Linked DNA regions of Muntiacus reevesi: region 2 is linked to region 1. A link is a contact called in public Hi-C data. All regions are on one chromosome and are shown on one strand. The core of a region is the stretch at or near the end of the contact, and the rest is flanking DNA. Distances in the headings are between cores, read along the strand shown. Region 1 holds the start of CCDC77 (coiled-coil domain containing 77). Region 2 holds the start of RAD52 (RAD52 homolog, DNA repair protein).

Evidence for each region. A called contact is a pair of places that touch in the nucleus more often than the background predicts.
Region 2: a contact with region 1 is called in a Hi-C map of muscle, with 3 times the contacts expected there. The contact joins the promoter of RAD52 here to the promoter of CCDC77 in region 1. A contact is called at or near these places in 2 of 3 Hi-C or Micro-C datasets (blood and muscle).

The regions. Positions count from the first base shown.
Region 1 is chr1:50,912,711-50,918,860 of mMunRee1.1, reverse strand. It overlaps CCDC77 (coiled-coil domain containing 77), which reads right to left and starts at 2,966. Exons shown (of 12, transcript XM_065942923.1): 1 at 2,925-2,966.
Region 2 is chr1:51,349,545-51,355,930 of mMunRee1.1, reverse strand. It overlaps RAD52 (RAD52 homolog, DNA repair protein), which reads left to right and starts at 2,409. Exons shown (of 13, transcript XM_065943020.1): 1 at 2,409-2,585.

The sequences.
Region 1 (6,150 bases), core at 1,717-4,216:
CTCTCAGGAGGTATGATCCACATTCCAAACAATTCACTCATTTCAATGTACAGCTCAGTGAGTTTAGTAGAGTCACAGACACATTCAACCATCACCATCAGGAGCTTTAGAACATCTTCAGCACTTCAAGAAACCCAGGTAACCTTCAGCTTCCCCTAAGCTCCACTCCACTGCAGCCCTAAGCAAGCACCAATCTACTTCCTGTCTCCACAGAGCTTCCTGTTCTGGACTTGCATGCCCATGGAATTGTCAGGTGAGTGTATGCTTCTCAGTTTCTGTCTCATCACACAAAGATTTGGAGTGATGGACATTAAAGCCCCCCTCGGTTGTCACAGCTCTTGGGTCTTGGACAGATCATGTTATAGCTCTCAGGTCTCGAACGGATCGTGTTATAGCTCTTAGATAAATCAGTGTTACAGCTCTAATTTATTTACATAATAGCAGGAAAATCCATCTTCGAGGCGTGAGGGCATGTCGACCCAAAAACGCCAAGAGAAGAGCGCCCCAGTGAGCGGGAGAGAGAGAGAGCTAGCTTTGGCTCCTCTTTTATATGTTTTTCTCTCCCTGGGCCTGTCCTATGTAAATTGGGCCAGCCAGGAGTGCTGTTTGTTTTATCTGAGGTTCTCACTCCGGTCCTCGGACCTTCCTTTGTTCTATTTTCACGGGCTTCTCCCTTCCAGGTCTTTTAGCCACTGCCATTCTGGACTCCTTTTCCCTATTCTAACTACCTAACAGAATCATATGGTATGTAGTCTTTCTGACTGACTGCTTTTATTTCGCCTAAACTTTTTAAGGCTCCTCTATGTTGCAGCACTCCATTCCTGTCTATGTATCTGGATGGCATCTGAAATGCCACTGTCCTCAAATCAGTGAAGAGCAAGTGGAGCTTTCTACGAACTTCTAACAACCTGTAACCTCTCACCTCCCTCTCTTCCTTACTCCTTCCTGACTTAGTGTACATCTACAAAAAGTTGCCTACACTCATGTCTCATTTAGCTTTATAATCTCTAAGACCTCAACTCTGCTACTACATCTGAACTGGAGTTGCCCTTCTTCATCAGCAGACATCCACATTCATAAGTCCAATGTTCTTTTGCTTCCGTCCTTCTCCATTCAACAAGTGCATTGATTGCCTGCCTGACAATGTTAACCTTCTTTTTTAAAATATTGCTTTGTGGTTGAGAGCACAGGTTCTGAAATCAAGCAGACTTGGGTTTGAGCCAAAGTTCTGTCCCCTATTAGCTGTGTGGCCTTGAGGAAGTTTTTACTTAATCTCTTTAAACTTCAGTTACTCATTAGAAAATGGGGATAATAATAGCATATATGTCACAGGCTGTTGTAAGGATTAAATGAATAGAAGAGCAGAGCACATGTCCAACACATTTAAGCACTCAAAAAATGCATACAATTACTATTTTCACTGAAAATTTTACTCCCTTGGTTCAAAAGGCTTTGTCTTCAACTTTCTTTACTACTTCCTCTCTCCATTTCTTTGGAAACATTATTCCCACTTCTTTTTGATAATTACCTATATCATCTAAAACACGACCTGTAAAAGAATAACTTACAATGACTTTTAGAATGAATAAATGAGATCTTTCAATCTCCTGACTTGAATTTTCAATTATGTAACATATTTTCATCTATATATGTCCCATTGGAACTTGAAATGTTTAACTCAAAAAAAGAAAAAATCAGAATGAAGCAGCTCACTCCTGGGTCATGAACCCAGAAGTGTGGTCATAACTGACCAATGAAACTCCTTAATACTAAAAAAAATCATTCAAGCCACATATTTTTTAGCATCTTAAAGCTAATGCTCCCCAAATACATCACCTTTGTCACCCAAACATGTTCCTTCTGACCTTTCTATTTCAGTTACCAATTCAGCCTCTTTCAAGTAACCTGGATTTGAAAATGTATTCATTTCATTACTCCTTCTCTTGACCCTCTTCTGACAAGGACGGTGTTAATTAGGGATCCTCTATGTCTTCTTACCTAACCTACTACAATGACTTAACTGTTCTATCCAACCCCTCACCTGACTAAAAAGTTGTTAAGATTCATCGGTGTTTCTCATAGTCTAATGCTCTAAATCAAACTCTGCCTAACCCTCCCGGCTTTTTAAATGTATGGCCCAAACCTACCTCTCCTGCCTTGTTTTCCTCCACTCCCCTAATGTACTCCGGCGTCCATGTCTTTGTTCAGGAGTTTCCCTTCAGCTGGTCCACAGTTCCCTCCACTCATAGTCTCACTTAATGAAGTCCAATCTGCACACGATAAACTCAAGTACCACCTCCTCCATCTCTTCCCTGAGTCTCTCCATCCAAAACGAGCTAGCTGCAGAGGGAGCGCATTTGCCATTCTCTAAGAGGGGACGGAATAGGTTCTCTGCGGGTCCCACCTCTCCCACGACCGTGTGTACTATCTGCAGATGGAAGCATCGTCCTATCTCCTGAAAGAGCTTGGCCCTTTCCTTGTTTATAACACAAATTACAGTGTTTCAGTCAGCTTCTACCCATCCCTATTTTTATTTGGGTTTAGCACTTGGGCATTTATTACTTTAACCCCACAACTCTGAAGGATCTTATCCCTCAACTTCACAAATGAGGAACGTGAGGCTGAGCCCGGCGGGGACGATGAGGGAATCCCAGGAGCTTACGTTCCGTACTCCTTTCTCCATTTCGTCCTGTTTTGACCCCGTGGAGACCAGAGTCCCCATCCTCCCGCGCCACCTATCCTCCCCCTAAAGATGCTAACTGTCCGTTACGGCCCGGGCCTCTCGACGAGCCCTTTCAGGCTCCCACCCCTCCCCTCCGCACTGCTCACACAGTTAGTACCCCAGCCCCGGGCACAATCCCTCTTTTCCTCCCCAGACCCCTTCCCTGACCCCCCCCCCTCCTGGAACCCGGAACTCCACTCACCCTGCCTGGAGCCGCAGACGCCAAGCGCCCAACAAAAAAAAAACACTCAAACCGGGGGGCGGCGCGGCAGGCACGAGCCCGCCCAATCGCTCATTGGCTTACACAGCTTCTGGATTGCGCACCAATAGGAAAGCTGTTCATACAAAGGCTCGCCCCCCCCCCTCCCTTCCCGCCCTCCCTCGCGCTCCTTGCCCCGCAGAGGTTACTGGGAAATATAGTTTCACCTCTGCACACAGCACTCCTGGTGAAGGAGGTCCGGGCGGGGGCGGAGGGGGGGGGGGGGGGGTGATGTTTGAGGTCAGTCGTGCTAGTCCTGGCGCAGTTTAGGTCTCCCAGTTTAGGCTTGTTTTCATGAATGCAGTAAATAATCACAGGATTATTATGAGTTGTGATATACGAATTTATCTCTAAGGAGGTGAAGAGTCTAAGACATTATAGTTTCTCCTTCAATGATCTGGTGGCCTAGAGCCAAGATAGGATTTGTTGGATCAGTTTGTACAGTCAGAAGAGTATGTATATGAATGCGCTTTTTATCGGGTAGCAGACACTACCTCCTTTTCCTAAGAGGTGTGAGAAACTTCCTTAAATCATATAGTTAGTTAAAATCCAATTGTGATTTCATCTTTGCAGAAGAGCAAGAAGTAGGGGGAAAGGCACTTTAGTCTCAGGGCTACAACTTTTGGAATGGGCTGGGACAGGGGACCCTTTACTGCAATGCTTGCACCTTGATAGATGACTCCTCCAGTAACAGAGTACAAAGAAACTATAAGGGAATAAAAATAACTGTGCATGCAGGGTTGTGGAAAATCATGAACAGTAAGAAACAAAAAGGCCAAAACCCAACCGCTGCTTGCACACAGAACCATTAAGGTGGCAGACAGACCACATAAGCCACCCCTTTGGCCCAGAGGCAAGTCACTTGTTTTCACTTCCTCCTGCTGCAGAATGAGCCCCAATAAAGCCTTGCCTGAATTTCTTACCTGGCCTCAATTTCTATTGATTAGAGTCCAAGGACCCTGGTTGGTAACACTACTGCTAAGGAAAACCTGGGACTCTTCACTGGTCTGACACATAAGCATGTCTAAAAGGAACTTGCCATCTTCTAAATCTGCTTTTCCACCTCTTTTTGATTTTCTGTTAGTTACAGTCAAGATATTCCCAGACACCTTAGCTCAGTATTTTTCTTTTGGCACCTGGGGTCTCCCAGGTAGCTCAGCTGGTAAAGAATCCACCTGCAATGCAGGAGACCCCAGTTCAATTTCTGGGTGGGGAATATCTGCTGGAGAAGGGATAGGCTACCCACTCCAGTATTCCTGGGCTTCCCTTGTGGCTCAGCTGGTAAAGAATCTGCCTGCTAATGTGGGAGACCTGGGTTCAATCCCTGGGTTTGGAGGATCCCCTGGAGAAGGGAACACTCCAGTAATATACTCCAGAAGGGAAAGGCTACCCATTCCAGTATTCTAGTCTGAAGAATTCCATGGACTGTATAAGCCATGGGATCATAAAGTCAGACACAACTGAGCGACTTTCACTTTGGCACCCAAATTAAAAAAAAAAATCATGGTGATCTTGTCATACTACTGGCTTTCAAATTTATATCTTACTACTTATTTCCACTCCATGTTGCATTATCTTTAGCTTGGACTATTTCCATAGATTTCTAACTGGCATTTTTGCCTAAAGATTCCCCTCCCCCCTTTTACAATCCATTCTATAAAAGATGATTTTTTTTTTTAAAGCATACTCTGGACAGGTCATACTATTACCTACCTGAGTTCCTGGACCCTTTAATCAATAGAAATTGAAAAGGGTCCAGAAGAAAAATTCCAGCAAGGCTTTATTGGGGCTCAGGGAGTGAAAACAAGTAACACTTTTCCTTGGCTCACTCAAAGCCACCCCTGCCCACCCACCCAGCAGGTCCTTTAAATAGGGTGAGGGTAGGGGTGGATGGGCCAGAGGGGTGGCTTAGGTGGTCGCCTGCCTCCTTGGTGGTACTGTGTCCAGGGATCATGGCAGTAGGGTTTTGGTCTTTTTGTATCTTATTATTCATAATTTGCCCCAACTGCTGCATGCACCACAGTTATTTTTAGTCCCTTGTGGTTTCTTTGTATTCTGTTGCCCAGGAGACTTGTCCAGGTGCAAACACTGCAGAAAAGGGACCCAGGGCCCAGGCTGTCTCAGTACTCCTGCTCCTAACTTCTAGTGACTCCCCAGAGTAGAGGATGAAATCGATACCAACAGGGCATTTAAACTTTGCCATAATCTGACCCCACCTATCTCTATTACAATAAATAACCAGTTTTTTCCTAAATGCAGCATGCACTTTGCAGCTTTCACTCACATTTTTTAAAAAAAATCTGAATTCACCTTTTCCATGAACCCTCACCCATAAAATTCTTACCAAGGCCAATGCAAATATCATCTTCTTAATTGGAAGTAACTCCTACCCCTTGATATTGAGGTAGTAAGTTGTCATTATATATAACATAGCTCTATTCAGATGTCATCAGCCTTGAGCCCTTCTCTGGTCGCCCTATCCCCACTTAACACCCTTCCACACTCTCCCTTCACTACTTTTTCAGACCTTATGGCCACCGAAAATAGTATATTTATTTGCTAGTACTCATGATTTTGTCTCCCTCCATCATCCGAATATAAGTGCTCTGTGAGGGAACATACTTTGCTTTGTTGTTCGTTGTCCACAGGTTCAGCATTTAGAAGATCGCCACAAGCAGATGCTCAGTAATTTGCTGAAAGCATGAACCCACGTGTAACATTTCTCCCCCGCCCCGCGCCCCCCGTCCCGCCCCGTGTGTGGCCCCTACAGTTAACAGCGCTCTGCTTCTTAGATTCTAGCTCTAGGTCAAAGCGTTACCATCCATTCAAATGCCCCAGGGGCATTCTCAATCCATCCCTCTCTCGAAACCTCCTCAACATCAGATTATGCATAGTGAGGGAGGAGGAGTTAAGGATTATTTCTAGATTTCTGGCTCAGGCCAAATGAATAGATGAAGAAGTCATCCATGGAAACTGGAAATACTGAAAAAAAAAAAAAAAAAACAAACCAGTGGGGAACTACAAGTTCATGGTTTACCAGAGTGGAGTTGTATGGTAGGTAGACAGATATATTGATTTGTAGTTTAGGAGAGGAGTCTAGGCCGGAAGTACAGATTTGAGAGTCATAGCTGCTAATTTAGTTCGTGGGGAAAGTTGAGATTGCACAAGG
Region 2 (6,386 bases), core at 1,160-3,659, 440 kb before region 1:
CATCTGTACTGCATATTATCAGCCAAAATTATTTCAATGTATGATCATAAATACAAGGTCAGAAAGACTATATATATCAATAGATAACACTGGTCAACTGTGAGAATAATTTTGGTTTTGACATACAAGTGGTTATGTAAAATGCTAGATGAATTTTTATCATTTATATTTTTCAGTAAGAATTTATTAATGTAAATTTATATAAAACATTTAAATTTCCTAATTTAAAAAGAAATGGTTGAAATTATACACTTATTTCAATATGTATTCTTTTGGTTTCATTAAACATTTTTTCCTATTTATTATCTTTCTCCTTTTGCAAAATATCCACTCAACTTCATTTGTCTAATTTCTTGAGTTTAGAACTTTTTATACATGAATTCACTTCATCATACATGTCAATTGTATTTCCCCCTTTTTCTTGTTTATTCTTCAGAAGCTAAAGAAGTTAAATATAGGTACATTTATTCATCTTTTACTTTATTATTAATTTATCAGCTTTTACAGTTAGAAAGCTTTTCTTCATTCAGAGTTTAGATATTCATCTGCCTATTTTTATATGTTTTATGTGTTATTGTTGTTGTTATTGTATGTGTTTTATGTGTTATTGAGCTCATGTCCAACTCTGTGACTCCATGGACTGCAGCATGCCAGGCTCCCCTGTCCTTCACTATCTCCCGGAGTTTATTCAAATTTATGTCTATTGAGTCAGTGATGCTATTTAACCATCTCATTTTCTGCCCTCTCCTTCGCTTTTTGCCTTCAACCTTTCCCAGCATCAGGGTTTTTTCTCCATTGAGTAGACTCTTCACATCAGGTGGCCAAAGTCTTGGAGCTTCAGCATCAGTCCTTCCAGTGAATATTCAGGACTGATTTCCTTTAGGATTGACTGGATTGATCTCGTTTCAGTCTAAGGGGCTCTCAAGAGTCTTCTCCAACACCACAGTTTGAAAGCATCAATTCTTTGGCGCTCAGCTTTCTTAATGGTCCAACTCTCACATTCATACATGACTACTGGAAAAACCATAGCTTTGACAAAGTTATGTCTTTGCTTTTTAATATGCTGTCAAGGTTGGTCATAGCTTCTCTTCCAAGGAGCAAGCGTCTTTAATTTCATGGCTGCAGTCACCATCTGCAGTGATTTTTGGAGCCCAAGAAAATAAAATCTGTCACTGTTTCCATTGTTTGCCTGTCTATTTGCCATGAAGTGATGGGATCGGATGCCATCACCCTCGTTTTCTTAATGTTGAGTTTTAAGCCAGCTTTTTCACTCTTTTTCACTTTCATGAAGAGGCCCTTCAGTTCCTCTTTGCTAAGGAAGGAAGGAAGGAAGGAAAGAAATGAAGTCACTCAGTCGTGTCTGACTCTTTGCGACCCCATCTATGGATAGTAGCCTACCAGGCTTCTCTGTCCATGGGATTTTCCAGGCAAGAGTACTGGGAGTGGGTTGCCATTTCCTTCTCCAGGGGATCTTCCTAACTCAGGGATCGAACCCAGGGCTCCTACATTGTAGGCAGACGCTTTTACCGTATGAGCCACCAGAGAAGTCATTCTGCCATAAGGATGGCGTCATCTGCATGTCCGAGGTTATTGACATTTTCCTGGCAATCTTGATTCCAGCTTATGCTTCATCCAGCCTGGCATTCCACATGAGCTACTTTGCATATAAGTTAAATAAGCAGGGTGACAGTATACATCCTTGACGGACTCCTTTCCCAATTTGAAACCAGTCCGTTGGCCTGGGGACCGAGCGGCAAGGGGCATGTTCCGGAGGGCCCGTCCCCCTGCAGTCCCTGCCGGGCTCTGATGACCATAGCAGCCTCGAAGCACCGGGGGCGCCAAGCAACCGGGCAGTCCTTGCTGGGCTTGGGGCGCAGAGGGCGATGCGGCGAGCTCGCTGGGCGCCAGGGGGCAGCAGAGGTCACGGTGACGTAGGACATGCGGGAGCCGAGCGGCGGGCACGGTGGTCCGGGTCGTACTGCCAGCTTGCTTTACGGCTTTCAACAGACGGCTCTGCTCCCATCTGTCGACTTGACTTGCGGCTTCTCTTTCTATGCCCCGCAGTGGTCCGGCGCGAGTTCAGTTGGACCTACTCCTTTCCCACGGTCCTCCACTCAGCCATCCTAAGCAGGGTGGGGTTCGGGCCACCCCGCCCCGGGGCGTTGTCGCTCAGACCTTCTCCCCATGGTCCTCTGCGTGCCCTTCAGGCCTCCTCGTCCGTTGCGGTGTTTCCGAAACCTTCTTCCCAGGATCCTCTGCGCGGCCGTTCAAGCGCCCTGCTGCGTATTGAGGCCGTCACCGCTGGCGCGATTTCTTCCAGACCTTCTTCCCAAGATCCTCTGCGGGTCGTGCCTAGTGCCCTTCCGCGCGTTCAGACCGCATCCGCTGGTGTGGTCTCGCCCAGACCTTTTTTCCAGAGTCCTCTTGGCGGCCGTGCCTAGTGCCCGTCCGCACGTTCAGGTCCCCTCCGCCCGCGCGTTCTTGCCCAGACCTTCTTCCCAGGGTTCTCCAGGCGGCCGTATCCCAGGGAGTTTCTGTGCGTTCAGTCTGGACAGAACTCGGTCCGGCCTGCGCGGCTGAGGCGCGTAAGTGGAGTCGCCGTCGGGTGGGAGTTCGCGTTGCTGGTCCCGGCTTAGCAGTTCCGCGCCCAGCGGTGTGTGATGTGCCGTGAGGGCCTCGGGCCGTGCGAGCGGGCGGGCGGCCGGGGCCGGGGTCGCGGGCTCAGTGATGCTCGGGGCGGGGACCGAGGGCTGATACGCCCACTGGCGCCAGGCGGGAAAGGCGTTGGTGTTTCGGCGTAGTTTGACCGGTCAGCGCGTCAGCTCTTGTGGCGCTTTCAAACAAACGAGCCGGAATCCACACACGGTGGAATCCCTCAGTCTGAAGACACCGGCTGCGTGGCTTCGGCGCCTTCTCCGGGCCGGGCAGCGCCGCAGTCGCCGCTAGTGTGGAGCGTGAGGGGCACCCGGAGCCCCGCGAGCTCGTTAGCTGACGCGGCTCACCTGGTCCGGCGGGGTCGGCGCTCCTCGGTCCACGGCCGCTGGGCGGCGTTTCGTCGAGGGGGGAGCCTTGCTTTCTTTATCCGTTAACTGATGGGCTTTGGGTTTTTGCGCTTTCTGGTCTCCGAGTCCGTTTAAGGTCTGTTCCTCCCGGGGACTCACAGACCGAGGCACAAACTTCTGAAATCTAAATTCTCCCCCAGCCTGGAGCTCTGGGTCCGGGTCAGGTGTTTCGGCGGCATCGGGTCTGGTTTTTTCGGAAAGGTTTGTACAGTTTTCTTTTCTCAGTATAGCACTCCTGGACCCTTGGCTTGGTGGTCACGGGCCGGAGCAGCGTTCGTGTGCGGGGCTCGCTGGAGACGCCGCCAGGCCGTCTGTCCAGTGATGCTCACCGGGTGGGCTGGACACGAGCGGACGGATGATGTAGAGTCGGGGTTCGGGGGGCGGGGCTCATCTCCGAGCAGACCTAGCGCGCCTTCGGTGTTTGTGGGTTCACGGACCGGCCCCCGAACAGAACCAGCACTCAGGGCGCCTGGCCGGTGTGCGGGGTGACCCTCGCGCTGTCCCTGCCGAAGTCTGGCGGACCGCCCCTCTGCCTGCTTATTTCAGACTGTAAACCAGCGGCCTCGTTGTCCTTCAGTGCCACAGTTTAAGCTTTTTATTCGTGATTCCACTGTTTCTTTAGCCCATTTCTAAAAAATTGATTCAAAGATTCTTTAAGTTCTGTAATTCTTTACAATTTTCCAGCTTCGCTCACACGAGATCGTGGGCATAAGGTTGTGTTAACAACCCTCTTTTTCCCACTACCCCTGCCTTGCCCCTCCCTCCTTCGCTCCCGCACTGGTACCACCACTGAGTTCACTAGTGAGTCTGCTTCTCTTTTGTTGACTAGTGTGTTGTGTTGTTTCAGTTCCACCTGTGAGTGACATCACATGGTGTTTGTCGTTCTCTCTCTGACGGACATAGTATAACGCCCTCCCAAGTCCATCCCTGTCTAGAAGGTCCTCCAAGCTTGTTGGTGCAGGAAGGCAGGCTTCTTTCTGATGAGCTTTGTTCAGGTGTGAGTTAGGTGCTGTCAGCTGTGAGTTCAGTGTTAAGGAATCAGCAGTGTCTTACTTAAATAGGGTGCCTTTAATAGAAACATGAAGAGCAAGGCTTTGTACTGACTGGTTGATGGAAATGAAGCAACCGGAGGCTGGAGGGAACCTAACCCAGTGTTTCTGCAGGAGCAGTGGCTGGGTCTTGAATCAGTCAGTGCTCAGGGTACCTGTAGAACAGACCACCACCAACAGTGAGAGCGGACCATGTGACCAGTTTAATTACTCAGAAAGCTTTGTGGGGATATTTATTCCATTTCTGTGACTTCTAACATTTTTCCACCCAAGATATTCATTTTTAGTAAAGTCCTGGCAGTTTTGAAGTGGAAAAGAGCTAAAAATAAAGCTACCATTCTCTTTATTCTACAGGTTGGGTAGGGACTATGCTAAGTCCTAGAGATCCAGTCAGTAGTTAGTATACGGCCCCTGTGTTCTCAGCGGTGGAATGGGTTATAGTGTTACCTGTGCCGTGTGCTCAGTCGTGTCTGACTCTGTGGCCCACCAGGCCGTCTGTCCATGGGATTCTTCAGGCAAGAATACTGGAGTGGGGTGCTATTTCCTCCTCCAGGGAATTTTGCTAACCTAGGGATCGAACCCATGTGTCTTGCATCTCCTGCATTTGCAAGCCAGTTCTTTATTGCTGGGCTACCTGGGAAACCCATGTGCTGTGATGTCTGTCTAAATGCTATGGGAATTTAGGATTAATTCTGTTTAGAGTGTAGTGAGGTGTGTCAGGTTTCAAGGAGGAGAGGACATTTTGAGATCTTTTTTCCTCTTACTTAAATAATGCTTTTTATACTCTTGCTAAATTTAAAAAAGTTTTACAAACATGTGAGCAGCATGTACGTAAATGAAAATAAAGAATTTTGGTTTCTAGTCTTGGTGGTCTTGATCCTCATAGTCAGCACTTAACTGATCACTGAGCTTGGTCAGCTCAGCCTCAGTGACGCACATACAGAGTCCATACTTGTCATCTGTGGCTGTCACTTTGGTCGCCTCTGTGGTTTCCTCTGCCGACTGTTGTAGACTCCAACTGTGCTCTCCTGCAGTTATCCACTGCTGACAAGGAATATTTCCAGGCGAAAATATTGTATCATTCTCAACTTAAAATTTCCACTGCTCTCCCATGTTTATAAACTAAAGTTTTAAGCTTTTAAAGGTGGCTTATTCATGATAATGTTATCGGAAGGGTGTGTGTGATGGGAGGTCCATCTGCTCACCACTCAAAAGCCAATAAACAGGCCAGGTTGGGGGAAAGAAAAGTTTGCTTTGTTTCAGATGCCAGCAACTGAGGGGGAGTGTGGTGGACATCTGTCCAAAGACTGACTCTGCACCCCCCGCCCCCACAAGCAGGGGATGAGAGCTTTTATAGCTAGAGCTGTGGGGGGGGGGGGGGGCTGCATGCAGAAACAGCACAGTCATCTCTAAGTCATCTTCATATTGGTCATCACTGGTCTTCCTAGCATCATCTTGGTTGTTTTGTGTACAGTTAATCTTCAGTTCTGGGGTGCACGTGTTCCCATTTCTTTGCAGTCAGTTCTCAGAATTGTGGCAGCTCAAGTCCTTGGTTCAGTCTGGTCATCAAGAAGTTAACTTCTCCGCGTGGTGTTTTAGTATCTGTAAGACAGCTCACAGGATATGGCTCAGAGTATTACCTATAGTCCTTGAGAAAAAACTAAAGGTCCTTGACTATGCTTCATGACTACATCATTATTTAGTCTCCTTCGACTGTTTTCCTTTGTTTCCACGTTTTTTACTTTTCTGATTAAACTTATTATTTGAAATTTTCCACAGACAAAAAGCAAGCAGAGGACATGGGTGGGGGGCAAGGACCATATGGTCCTGCTCCATTTCAATTCCACGCCCCCCCCCCCCCCCCCCCCCCCCCGCCTTAAGCATTAAACTTAAAGCCAGCAGTCCTACACATCATGAGTAGTTATATCCTGGGACAACATTTGGTTCAGTCCCTCAGTTGTGTCCGACTCTTTGCTACCCCATGGACTGCAGCATGCCAGGCTTCCCTGTCCATCACCAACTCCCGGAGTTTACTCAGACTCATGTCCATTGAGTCCGTGATGCCATCCATCCATTTCACCCTCTGTTGTCCCCTTCTCCTCCAGCCTTCAATCTTTCCCAGCATCAGGATCTTTTCAAATGAGGTAGTTCTTCACATCAGGTGGACAAAGTATTGGAGTTTCAGCTTCAGCATCAATCCTTCCAATGAATATTGAGGATTGATTTCCTTTAGGATGGACTGGTTGGATCTCCTTTCAGTCCAAGGGACTCTCAA